Regions from separate parts of the Mus musculus genome. Here all the other regions are linked to region 2. A link is a contact called in public Hi-C, HiChIP or PLAC-seq and promoter capture Hi-C data. All regions are on one chromosome and are shown on one strand. Each heading gives the region's core, a stretch centred on a gene start, on an enhancer-like site or on the middle of the called end of the contact. The rest is flanking DNA. Distances are from core to core; before and after follow the strand shown.

The links. A called contact is a pair of places that touch in the nucleus more often than the background predicts. HiChIP or PLAC-seq counts read pairs in DNA pulled down with a chosen protein or histone mark. Capture Hi-C pulls out chosen DNA fragments and counts their contacts.
Region 1: an H3K27ac HiChIP or PLAC-seq map of embryonic stem cells shows a contact between it and region 2, with 11 times the contacts expected there. The contact joins the promoter of Prkaa1 here to the promoter of Nup155 in region 2. A contact is called at or near these places in 3 of 115 datasets of contacts at active chromatin or transcription factors (all in embryonic stem cells).
Region 3: a Hi-C map of CD8 T cells shows a contact between it and region 2, with 7 times the contacts expected there. The contact joins the promoter of Ptger4 here to the promoter of Nup155 in region 2. A contact is called at or near these places in 4 of 39 promoter capture datasets (hippocampal neurons, liver and pre-B cells), 1 of 484 Hi-C or Micro-C datasets (CD8 T cells) and 1 of 9 other capture datasets (adipose tissue).
Region 4: a promoter capture Hi-C map of adipose tissue shows a contact between it and region 2, with 4 times the contacts expected there. The contact joins the promoter of Ttc33 here to the promoter of Nup155 in region 2. A contact is called at or near these places in 1 of 115 datasets of contacts at active chromatin or transcription factors (astrocytes) and 2 of 9 other capture datasets (adipose tissue and liver).

Annotation. Positions count from the first base shown.
Region 1 is chr15:5,142,595-5,145,594 of GRCm38.p6, forward strand. It overlaps Prkaa1 (protein kinase, AMP-activated, alpha 1 catalytic subunit), which reads left to right and starts at 1,267. Exons shown (of 9, transcript NM_001013367.3): 1 at 1,267-1,401. The coding sequence starts at 1,275.
Region 2 is chr15:8,107,907-8,110,858 of GRCm38.p6, forward strand. Nup155 (nucleoporin 155) reads left to right here and starts at 1,407. Exons shown (of 35, transcript NM_133227.3): 1 at 1,407-1,696. The coding sequence starts at 1,540.
Region 3 is chr15:5,242,130-5,245,455 of GRCm38.p6, forward strand. Ptger4 (prostaglandin E receptor 4 (subtype EP4)) reads right to left here and starts at 2,058. Exons shown (of 3, transcript NM_008965.2): 1 at 1,554-2,058; 2 at 132-1,066. The coding sequence starts at 1,569.
Region 4 is chr15:5,183,896-5,187,234 of GRCm38.p6, forward strand. Ttc33 (tetratricopeptide repeat domain 33) reads left to right here and starts at 1,665. Exons shown (of 5, transcript NM_026213.3): 1 at 1,665-1,873.

The sequences.
Region 1 (3,000 bases), core at 17-2,516, 3.0 Mb before region 2:
CCCACTACGGGATCAACCCCCTTAGATCATCAGGAAACAATGATATTTACATTGCGATTCATAAAAGTAGCAAAAAAAAAAAAAAGCTATGAAATAGCATTGAAAATACCTTTATGATGGGAGACGGGTCACCACAACATGGGGAACTGTATTAAGGGTCATAGCATTAAGAAGGTTGAGAACTATTGCTCAAACCTTAAAGCAGCTTTCTTCCCCCTGAATACTTTTTCTTGGAACAAAAGCGTTTGATGTTACATTGCTTTGATGTCATAAGCCAGAATATGGGAAAACTAGGAGTGTTGGTAATTTTCATCCCAAAGAAAAATGACATTTTTCGTCTCCAAAAAAAAAAAAAAAAAAAAAAAAAAAACCACAAAAACAAAACTCCATCCTTTTTCTCCATCGACATTGATAGAGATTCAAATTGCAAAATCGAAGGATGACATATATATTTTTACCTATTGTTAGAACTGAGTAACAGATTCACTTCAAAATCCTGTTACAAATAAACACACTTCTTTGGTGACTGGATATGGCTCCATTTATACAAACAACACACTTTTTCAAGTGGACTGAAAATGTACATTTTATTGAAAATGTAAAAATATTAGTTTCTAAACACGATAAGTTCGGGATAACACCTCTTTCTGGAATTCACATAGCTCACACACATTCCACAGGGGAAATTTGACGGTAGCAAATTTCCTAGGAAGTCTCTCCAGGATGTGCGGTGTCCCATAGTAATTTACTGGCTCAGAGTTTTTTTTTGTTTAAAGCAGTGGTAAGTATTAAAAGTGCAAGTGAAAACACCCTTGGCTTCCAGATGACACCGAGATGAGATGAAAATCAAGATTTCAAGTCAGTGGTAGGGCGGTGTCCCCTGTCTTGTTTCAAAGCACGCCGCGCTATCCCCGGGCAACGTGTAAGCAAGCATCGTCCTCCTGGGAATTACGGGGGTGGGGTGCTGTACCGCACCCACAGACCCTCGGGTGGCCGCGGTCGGCTCCGCGGCGGGGGAAGCCCTCCCGCGCGCAGAAGCGCGGGCGCGCGCAGAGGGATGCGGGGCGCCGAGGCGAGTACCGGCGCCGCTCCCGCCGCCTAGCCCGCCAGGGGGAGCGAGTGCGCTCGGCGGCCGGCTGCGGGGACTGCGGGGCCTGCGCGGGCGGTGGCCGGCGACTGCGCCCCACCGCGGCGCACCCGCGTCCCCACCCCCTCGGCGCCCGCCCGCCCCCGGCGCGGCCCTGCCCGCCCCCTCCGCCCCCTCCCGCGGCGCCATGCGCAGACTCAGTTCCTGGAGAAAGATGGCGACGGCCGAGAAGCAGAAGCACGACGGGCGGGTGAAGATCGGCCACTACATCCTGGGGGACACGCTTGGTGTCGGCACCTTCGGGAAAGTGAAGGGTGAGGACGCCCGGGCCAGCGCGGACCCGGCGAACGGCGAGCGACTGCGCCTTTCGCACTCCGCATCCTCCCCCGCGCCCGCCTTCCGGGTGTCTGGGCTCCGTATCCCCGGTCCGGGCGGCGCTGGGAGCGGAGCCCGAGGCTGCCGCGGGCTGCAGAGCTGTGGGGTCCGCCGCGGTGGGGTGGGGGCGGTCGCCATGGCGACGGCGCGGCGCCGGAGGGGCGGGGATGGCTCTGGGTGCAACTTTCCCAGGCGAGGGAGTTGGGCACTGAGCGCGCGGGGGCGCCCGGCGCGGACGAGGGGGTCTCTTGTGGTCTTCTGATCCCCTGTGTGCCCTTGGCGCAGAGCCAGCCCATCGCGCCCTGGCGGTCCTCGGAGTTGTCGCTGCCTCGCTTTTAGGAGGTTGTGGACTAAAGTGCTTCTTCGGTTTCCTGAATCGAAATGTGTTCTTCCAAAAGCAAGGTAGCTGTGGAGATACCTTTCAGAAATAGTAATGCCCTTGTTAGGACTATTGATCTCCGTCAGGACTTTTGATGCATATGCCTGTGAACTGGCGCGGTGTTTCCTATGCGTGGTTTACAGTTGGATGCAGATGCTGCTTTTAAGTGATTCCGTTTTCGGAAGTTTTGCGGTTTCCGAGAGCTATACCTGGTAGGTAGGGCATATGTTAACTCCAGATGGTATTTATTAGCTTATAGGTATAGTTTCCGTTTATTCTCACAGTATATTTATATTTTAGTAATTCAGTGCACATCATTTGGACTTTTTGTTCGTTTTGGTAGAATCCCCTGTTACCGCCTTAGCAAAAGCACAAGCATTCTGTCTTCAACTAACTACTCTAGCCCACCACCTGTGACAAGGAAAATTCTGATTACAACCTTTGTGAGGTGGACTTTTTTCCCCTTTAAAATATTTAAGCCTGCTATTAAGTATTTAGAGGAAGGAAGTTTGGAGCTGATAAGAAATAATTCATACATTGGTTTTGGAGAAATAATAGACTATGGCCTGCATATATAGTAAGCTCCTTAGTAGATATTTGATTGAAGTGAAAAAGTTTGTCAAATTACACAGCAAGCTAACTGAGCTCCGTTCTCCCAGGAGGGCAGAAAGAGCCCTTCCTTCTCTTGCCCTTTCCCAGTCCTAAACGGAAAGTTGCTGTGTTACCCTCAGGGGAGCAAATGCCTAAACCTACCTAGGAAAATCAGCAAGCCAGACAGTGTGAAGGAGGAGTAGGTGTGGTCTAGGGCCTAGCACTGATCATGGTTCAGCCAGTGTTCGTGAACACTCTCAGGGTTTTGCTTTGTCTCTTTTTATGCATGCATGCATTTATTTATTTCGAGAGAGTGTTACAATGCTGTCCAGGCTGGCTTTGAACTTGTTATTCTTCGTGCTTCAGCTTCCTAAGTAGTTGGCATTAACAGGCAGCTAGCTCTTCCAGTGTTTTGTTTACCTTTAGCTAGGCATCCTTGTTTGCCATTAGAGGTGGTAAGAAGTGCTAATTAAGGCTCTGATGGAAGTGATAAGGCAGACTTGAACTCAGAAGGCTCCTTCCGAAGGCCCTGCTTGGAATGAATGTGGCATCCAGTCCGCCATTCCTT
Region 2 (2,952 bases), core at 157-2,656:
CAGAACCATTTGTAGTTAAGGCTGTGGGGAGCGGGGCATAGGCTAATCCCTGAGAAACAGAGGTTTGATTATAAACAGGCATGAACCTAGTTTGTTTTTTATTGTAAGCTGTCTTTTAAACGTAAGATGGAGGCAGGCTGATTCTTCGAAAGGTCTCAGTACATAGCCCAGTCTGGCTTCCAACTACAGGTGCCTGCCTCTATGCCTGGACCTTGAGAGGCATTTACTTTGTCTCTGTAAAAGTGTAGTAATTTGGTATTCCCAACAGCAGGCACGATTCCTGACACAGTACATACTCGGTTTCCTAGAATCAGACCATCTGTTGAATGCATCCATTATTTAATATCCTTGTGCTCTGAGATGAGAACAGATGGATCAGATGAGTGTTCTCCCAAGGCAACAAGGGAGAAAGGTATACAGCAAGAACAAACACTTTTTTCTTCTTTTTCTTGAGACAGACTCTCAAGTTTACTACAAACTTGCCACACAGCCGAGGATGAACTTATCCTCCTGCCTCCACTTCCTAAATCCGCTGGCAGGACCCATCACACAGTATCTCCCTTCCCGCCTCTGTTTGTTTTGAGTTAGGAACACATTCCGTAGCACGCTATCTGGAACTCACCAAATGACACAGTAATCCTTTTGCCGAAACCATAGGACGCGTATTAACAGGCATGAGACACCGTCCAACGCTGACCTCCAACCAAAAAATTTCGCAAAGCCACAAAGCCAATGACCCAGACACGCACATGGGAAAATTCAATAAATTCTTTCTTGGGGGCCGGGGGGGGGGGTGGTGGTTGAGACAGTGTTTCTCTGTGTAGCCCTGTCTGTCCTGGAACTCACTCTGTAGACCAGGCTGGCCTCGAACTCAGAAATCCGCCTGCCTCTGCCTCCCAAGTGCTGGGATTAAAGGCGTGCACCACCACCGCCCAGCAATCCAATGAATTCTTAATTCACCCCCATTATTTGAAACGCTGTGAGTTTCTGGCTCACAGGTAAACTTTCTGGAACTAGCGATCAATTTCTAACTACTGTTAGAAGTTATCAGGGAACCACGGTAATGGATGTGTGCCACTCTTCAGCCGTCGCCACATTCCAAACTGGGGGTGGGGCTCAAAGCAAAGAATCAGCACGCGCGATGTCACCACCGCACAGGCGACCGCAAGGGGACATCAACCCCACTCCAGCACCCGAAGTTCCTCTTCCCTCTCCCCCCCGCCCCGCCCCCAGTCCCCTCCCCTCTCCCGTATCCTCTTCCCTTCTCCTCCTCCCTTCCCTAGGCCATCTCCAAATTCAACTCTAGTCTCCTCCCTCACGCCTTCGCCAATGTCCGACACTCAACTGCTTCCTCTTCCCGTCCCAGAAGCGGCGTCTTCCAGTGCCGGGGAGGACGAACCGGAAGTGCGTCATGACCTGGCGCCCAGTTATTCGTTTTCCGCGCGCGTTCCGAGGAGCGGTTTTGGGCTCTCTTCGTTTTTCTCACGGTTCTCCACGGGTTTGGAGTGTTTCTATAAGGCGGTGGCCACGATTGCCGACATGCCATCGGTGCTGGGCTCTATGATGGTGGCCTCTACGTCGGCCGCCGCCTCCCTGCAGGAAGCTTTGGAAAACGCGGGGAGGCTTATCGATCGACAGTTGCAAGAAGACCGCATGTACCCGGACCTTTCTGAGCTGCTCATGGTGTCGGCCCCAAGTGAGTGATCGGTCCACTGGACGCTCTGTTTCCCCACCATAGGATTCTAGTCCGATTCCCCTGTCTTCTTCTCTGTACGTTGGTGCCCTCGTGAACATTCAGAGATTAGGGCTTGGTTTCTTGAAAACACGACAAACAGCAACCGACTTTTAGCTTTTATTGCTTATTTCTTCTTGTCTACACTTTATTTACTGTAGATACTCGAGGAGGTAAGAGCAAACTCATTAAGTCCAAATGAGAAGAATCCTCTGATCCAGATTCCATTTCTGTGCATTTTTTGCTTCGATAATGCTCGCTCAGAAAAGCAAGCGAGTTAATTTGGAAATCTGCCGCGTTCTCTCAGAGTCATGTCATACGTGTAGAGTTAGTATATTTGTGAGTGCCGGGACTAACTAGGAAAGAAATATAGGGGTCAGAAGGCTAACTGACAGGGAGAGCAGAACTAAGTTTATCTGCCAACAGAGGAGATAATTTGGAAGAATTTGCCTTAACTTTTAAAACTTGTTACCAGCTAAAGGTTTGTGGAGTTGCATTAGTTGCTACAAAATGTTTCTTGTGAAATGAAAGTTGGAGAAAAACAGAAATGTAACATGCAGGTGAGACTTGGTGAGAAAAAAAAATGGGTGGGAGTAACTTAAACAGAATAATCAATCAAAAGTAGCCCAAAGCACATGAGCAATGACTTGTAAAAATCTATTAAGAGATTTTTATTTTTTTAACCAGAAATACTGACAGCAGCCAGATAGTGGTTGTCCATTCCTTTAATCTCAGCATTTGGGAGGCTGAGGCAGGCGGATCTCTGTGGGTTCCAGGCTAGGCTGGTCTATAGAGGGTGCTCCACAGCTGCCAAAGCTACACAGAAAAACCTTTAATCCCAGCACTTGGGAGGCAGAGGGAGACGGATTTCTGAGTTCGAGGACAGCCAGGGCTATACAGAGAAACCCTGGGGGGGGGTGGGGTCGTTGAAAAACCCTGTCGTGGAAAACTGAAAAGAAAAATACCAGAAGCAAAGATAGTCTTTGTACTTGACAAGTATTAGCAAATGAGCTTGCCTTTTTTGGAGCAGGGTCCAAAATTTTATAAAAACTTGCTTGACCTATTAGCTGCTATTGTCTTCATATGTCCAACCCCCTCCCACCCCCGCTTTGCTTTCTGATCCTCTCAAATGTGTAATCTCTTTAATATACTTTCCTCCTCATACTAATCCCTTTCCCTTCTAGCATTTTCCCCCCTCTGCCTAACAGGCTCCTCCCAGA
Region 3 (3,326 bases), core at 808-3,307, 2.9 Mb before region 2:
TCCCAGCTCAGAACTGGAGAAAACTCTGCCCACCTCCCCCCCCCCCAAAGGAATCAGGGAAAAGGAGGGGAGCGTGGAGGCGGATGGATGCAGGAGAGAGGCCCAGTGGGTCTCAGGCCCCAAACACTTACCACGAGCGGAATGGAGCAGATGAGCACCACCAGAGAGGTGGCGATGAGTAAGATGACCATCTGGATCTCCGCACCCGCGATGCGCCGGAAACTCCTGCGGCGGCGAAAGTCGCTGAGGCGCTGCAGGGCTGGGGAGGCCCCAGCGTGGCCCCGACAGGCCACCGAAGCTACCGCGGCGGCGGCAGCCGCATGGTGCTGCTCCGTGCCCAACGAGGTGCGGCGCATGAACTGGCGGTGCATGCGGAGCAGCGCGCCGCACACCAGCACGTTGCAGAGCACGGTGGCAAGGATGAGGAAGGAGCTGAAGCCGGCGTACATGTAAGAGAAGGCGGCGTAGGCCGTTACGTTGGTGGTCCAGTCGATGAAGCACCAGGTGCCCGGGTACTGCCGCTCGGATCTGCCCAGGCCCATGTTGGGCAGCGCGCAGAACAGCACGTTAGATGCATAGATGGCGAAGAGTGTGAGGCCGGCCAGCCGCTTGTCCACGTAGTGGCTGTAGAAGTAGGCGTGGTTGATGGCCAGGTAGCGCTCGATGCTCATGGCACAGATGATGCTGAGACCCGACAGACCGAAGAAAAGTAGGATGAAGGTGCTATAGTCACACAGTGCCTGGTCTCCGGGCCACTGGCCCTTCATGTATGTGGCGATGGTCACCGGGCTTACCAACAAGGTGCCCAGAAGGTCAGTGACAGCCAGCCCACATACTAGAGTGTAAAAGGTCGTCTCTTTCTGCTCCTTGCGCGACTTGCACAATACTACGATGGCCACCAGGTTGCCCACCACCCCGAAGATGAACATCACTGCGGGAATGGTCACCGGGCTGTTCAGCCTCTCCGGAGTGGAGGAGAAGGACGCGTTGACTCCGGGGATGGACATGATGGTGGTGGTTAGTAACACACAGCGTTGGAGCTCACGGTTCGATCTAGGAATGGTACCTAGAGAGAAAGAGAAACGAGCCATTTACCACTTGCAAGGTGTTCGACCCATGGCCAAAATGCTGTGTCGCAGAGATAAGGAGAGCACCCAGATCCAACTTCCTCATCGGTAGCTACTCATTAACTGTGACTACTTAAATTCCCAAGGTCTGGATCCGTTCTGTCAAGAGCACCGCTCTGCTGACATTAATATATTTATTTCCCGCCTATCCCCACCCCCACCGCTCCATAATCAGCTCATTCCCTCGCCGAGATGAGCAAGACCCTTCTCAAGGGAAAAGTGACTCCCTAGTGATATTCCCCACAGAATGGATAAAATGCTCATCGAAAGAAGTTATGGACATTTTGGGACACTATGGGACATTCTGTTCTTTGGTTTCCCGGAAGAGCGCCTGAACACGCAAAGACCTCCATCCCGACTTACCTGTAGGGTGGGGTTAGGAGCCCGGTGTGCCCAAGGCTCAGGCCTCAGATGTTCAGGACCTACCTCCAACCTCAGCCATCAGTCTCTTCCCACGCAGTGCGGAACTTGTCAAGCTTTTGCTGTCTCGGAACCGGGGCTCGGTGGCTGCCAACTTTCCGGAACTGAGGTCAGAGTATCTTGCTTTCAAAAAAGCTTGGAAAGCCAGAGAGGCTAGCGGGATGGGTCGGTGAAGACCAGTCTGGGGTTTCTTGTTTGATTTACTAACGCCTCCTCCTTTCAAAGGCGAGTCTCAGCTTTGCAGGGCCCGCGCAGGTCTAGTGCGGGAGGTCAGCGTCCAGGTGTGTCGCCGCCACGCGTGCAGGTGGAACAGAGCGTAGGTCCGGGCTCCCTCCTCCCCAGCAGCGGGCTGAACGGACAGCTACCGGAGAAGGCGGCTGCCGCTGAGGCCGCTCCTTGGGCTCTGGGGGCGGCACGGGGTCCACTGGGCCTGGGGCTCTGACCTGAGGCCGTTCATCTTCCTCTCCCGCTGCCGGGTTTCGAGCTTCGCTCTCGGCGTCTCCAGCCTCTGAACAAACTTTTCTCCTCCCGCAAGTTTCCCCGGAGGGGGCGGAGACAGTCATAGCGCGGCCCGGGCTTCCATTGGCTGATCTGGAAAGGGGGCGGGGCGAGACCTCCTCTAGCACCGCCTAGGAGCCCGGTGATGGAGGGCGGGGCGGAGAGCTGCGGAGGTCTGGAGGGACCTGCGGGGGTGCCACCCGGCTGCGGGTGCAGCTTCAGTGCCTTCCCTCCCTCGAAGGTACCGAAACCCCCCAGATCGAGTCCCCAGGAAACGCCAGCTCGAGCTTCGCCACTCCCAAGCTGGGCATTTAGCGGGAATGATGCTGGGACCTGTGTCTGGTCTACATTGCTCTGCGGGTTAGAGTGGTTAAATTCTCGCATCTTCCACCCACAGATCAAACATGTGGGTCTTGAGATGTCGGGACAATTGCTTTAGGGCTCTACCCGGGAGCCACAGAGCGGAGAGGAAAAGTGGGTGTGTGGTTGTCCGTGGGTGTGTACGCCCGAGAGCTCCGGGTGGGACTTGGCAGAGGCACGGTGAGTAGGTACCAGGCTTGGGCGGGGAGGCGACTAAGAATCCATCCTCTCACCATAAAAGGAGTTACTTGGCAGTGCCCTAGCTGCGCTCAATAGGGCACCAAAGCGGAGGCGGGGAGGAAGGCGAGCAACACGGAACTGCAACTTCTCACTTAGATGGCAGAGTTTAGGGCTTTCTTTGGAGACCTGTGGCCCACAGGCACACCTGAGATTTAGTTGAGGGGGACTGTTTAACTGTAGAGAGAGAGCATTCTTCCTCAGGAAGGCTGAAACAAGTGCTTTCCTGTTCAGTTTCTGCTAGCCATCTTCACCTGCGGGATGAGAGGGGTTTGAAATTCAAGCAAATTAACGAATTTCCAGGCGTTGCCTCTTTGTTAACTCGGAAAAGGTCTATTTGCCTTTCCCTATTCTTTGGTTTATAGTTTGTTCGGCTTCTTCTTTGATGAGGAACAATCATTTCTTAATTATCAACTATTCTCCTAAAAAACAGAATTTAAGATCGGAAAACACCAGGGGGCAATTAAAACCCTGTCACCAGATCCTTTAAAAACTACACAATGAGACTGTAGTATGGTTTTCTGAACAATTCAACTTCTTACAAAAACCTCACTCCATGCTTAGCATCTAACCGGGTAACTAGGTGGCTTGAATCTTGTGTGAAACAAGTAGGTATGCCTCTACTGTTATTTATGGGGGCTGGAGAGATGGCTCGGCAGTTAAGAGCACTGACTGCTCTTCCAG
Region 4 (3,339 bases), core at 415-2,914, 2.9 Mb before region 2:
TCACTGTGGCGTTTTAACAGCCAGCACCAATGTTTACTTTTGTGAAAAATGGCAATATGTACGAGTTCTGGGTACGGAAGGGCCTTTGACACTTGGTATCTGTGGGTGTCAGAAGAGGGCAGCAGTTCCCCTGTAACTGGAGTCACAGATGTTTTGAGTCTCTCTGTTGAGTGTTGGACCTGAACCCAGGTCCTCTACAAGAGCAGTAAGCCATCGCTGGGGCCAGCATCAGTGATTTTAATGCCAGCGTTGGGTAAGAGTGTCCCTTCAGGGACTATTTGACATTTTGGAGAGAAAGAAGTTAGTAGTCCTTTTGGTAATGTATGTGTGTGTGGGGGGGGTGGGGATGGGGATGGGGGTGGGAGGTGGGGAGGGGAGTATTACTAATGGTATCTCAGAATCCTACCATGTTTCTGTTTGGTTTCAGACCCAGGAACAAACAACTTAGGTGTATATTTTACATACCAAAGCAGACCTGGCCTCCTGGTTCTCCCAGCATCCCTCAGTCCCTAGTATAACTGGCCCCCAATCCTGAATTTTCAGCACAGGGCCTGGACTCCCTTCCCCCAGAGGATCTTTGCTATATAATCCATTTTGTTTTCTCCCTCCCCATCTCCCCTGCCCCCTTGTCTTAGCCTGAGGGCTCTCTTTCTCTTCCTCTTCTCTCCCTTTTCTGGCCTCCTTCCTTGGGGCCAGTGAACTCACCTGCCCGAGAGCAGCTTCTTAATAAACCTGCAGTTGTATATATTTTAATCTGGCTTGAATTGGCTCATTTTACCAGTGGAGAAATAACTTATCAGTTTACCTCAACAAATAACTAGCCAGTAAGACATGCGGTGGCGCGTTGAAAAAGCGTGGTCTCCATAAATCGATCTTGGCTTTGTGTAGCACAGCTATGTGGATAAACTTAAGGAGTTTTCAATTCCCTCAGTGTGCCCCATTGTTAACATCAGCCTGCTAATTTACTTGTAAGAAGTGACAGGTGCTACTTTCAGGCTCTGCTGTGGATTCTCACAGGAAGCTTGCAGTTCAGCCCAATCCTCCCTGATCGGCTCTTACTTAAGGTTTCTGTTGCTGGGATAAAACACCATGACCAAAGTCATCTCGGGGCGGAAAGGGGTTATATCAGCGTCTAGTTTCACATTATAGAAGGAAATCAAGGTAGAAACTCAAGCAGGGCAGTAATTGGTCCTTTTTAAGGCTTGTTCAGTTAGCTTCCCCTTGGGCCAGACCACCTGCCAAGGGTGTGGCACTGCCTGTAATGGGTTGGGTCCTCCCACATCAATCATTCATCAAGACAATGCCCGCATAGATTTCCCTACAGGCATTTTCTCAGTTAAGATTCCCTGTTTTATAGCTAAGTATATGTTTGTGTCAAGTTGACACAAACAAGCCAGCACCCTTTGCACTTATTTCAGCTCAGTCTCCGCCCCCCCCCCCCCCCCCCCCCTTCTGCATCTCACAGACCCTTCAGCGGCTAGGCCGGTCAGACTAGGCGGTAAGCCATTTATTTACCTGAGGACTGTGTGTATTGCAAAGCACAACCTCAAACACGGGAGTCCATTCCCGGCTGCAGTTAGAGGGCGCTTCGTCTGGTGTCTTTATTACAAATCCCATAGTCCCTAGGGCGCCGCAGTGACTTCTGGGATTAGTGGTCCTGCAGAAGGGCGCTGGCGGGTAAGAAAGTCTTCTTTTCTTCTGTCCGCCTTGCTGGACTTTAGAACGTCCCAGGATGATTTCATGCTTTTTTTTTAAAATAAAGAATCGGGAAGCACAGGCAGGCAAGGCAGATTAGAATCCCGGCAGAATAGTTTCCGTTTCCGGTGCCAAAGGGCACGTGGAATGTAAACACGGCACCACAGAGTGTTTTCAGGTAACTGGCTGCGGGTAGGCGGTAGACAGGGCTGAGGGTTGCTGCGTGCGGGAGGGAGGGCCGAGGGTGGCCCGGTGAGGTCCACAGAGCCCTGGGGCGTGCCTCCGACCTGGGCACGGGGCGCGGGGCGCGGTGGCAGGGTTCTGGGTGCCGGCCCGGCCGCCCGAGGAGCTGCTATGGCCGGAGCTCATTTTTATTGCAGCCGAGGCAGGGGCCAGTTTTGAATCCTGTGTTCTCCTCGGGTAGCATTTTAAGGGAATCCGTTTCTCTCGTTCTTCACCTGCGGATTCATCTCTCCTGTTCGGAGGGTGGTTGTTGTGATTCTCTACCTCCGGCCGGTGTTTTTCCATCTTGGGTGGCCGCATCCTCTCACGCAGTCAGTTCAGGAGGACGTTTTTAACTCTGTGGCAAGCACCCAGCTTATTTATGGCCCGGTAAAGGGTCAAGTCGAGCGGTTGCGGTGGAGAGCATCGTACATGTTTAGAATCTTAATGCCACTCATCGTTCTGTAGAGCACGTAGACTTTTAACTCCAGATGAGAGTTAGCACGAAACCTTTACAGTTGTGATTTACCCACTTGATCTGTTATCGGGTTGGAAAGAAGCTTGGTGCCTTATCCATCCAGGTACAGATCAAGCAAAGCTCCTTCTGTACGCGGTTTTTAGTGAGTACTAATTACAAGCACAGCCTAGAGGCACAAGAAGCTCATAGCGTAAGATGAAAACAGTTTAGTTGAGATGTAAGTGGCGTGTTATACAACTCCTCCTAATAGAGTCTATGACTCAGTAACCGTTATTGCTGTTCACAAAATCGTGCCATTATACCAATTGATGTTAGGACATTTTAATCACCGAGAAGGGGAGTCCCGAATCATTAATTGACTATTGTCTGTATTTTCTCCCCAGTAGCATTTCAGATCCCGGATCAGATCAGAGCATTACATTTTCCTTGGGGAAGATGTTCACACATGCCAGGAGTCTTCCCTCTTTTAAGCCTGGCCAGCTTCTATTCTCTAAAGCTCACTTTCATGCAGACACTAGTGTGCGTTTGTCTGACAGGTCATTGGATCACGCTTGATAGCACTTACCGGTATTGTAATTGAGTTCAGTCTCCTTGTCCACAGGCAGTTTGGGAGAAAATATAAACTTGGTATTATAAACTGGTAACACATTCCTGCTTTTTCACTTTAGTAGGCCCTTGATACCGCTTGCTGTTTCTTCATTATTAAGTCGTTTCTAATCTCCACAAGGACTTGTTAGATTTTTTTTTTCATCTTTCTCAGATGCATACATTTATTTATTTTTTTCCTTTATATTGAGTAGATGGCTATAACCTACTTTTCCTACTAATGTGAAATTTGGGAACATGAAATCCCTAGTTTTGTTTGGACTCTGCTCAGAAACTTTAGAAATGTGGAGGACAAGGACACAAGCTTCAGAGGGCAGCCGTGTGAGGCAGAGAGCTAC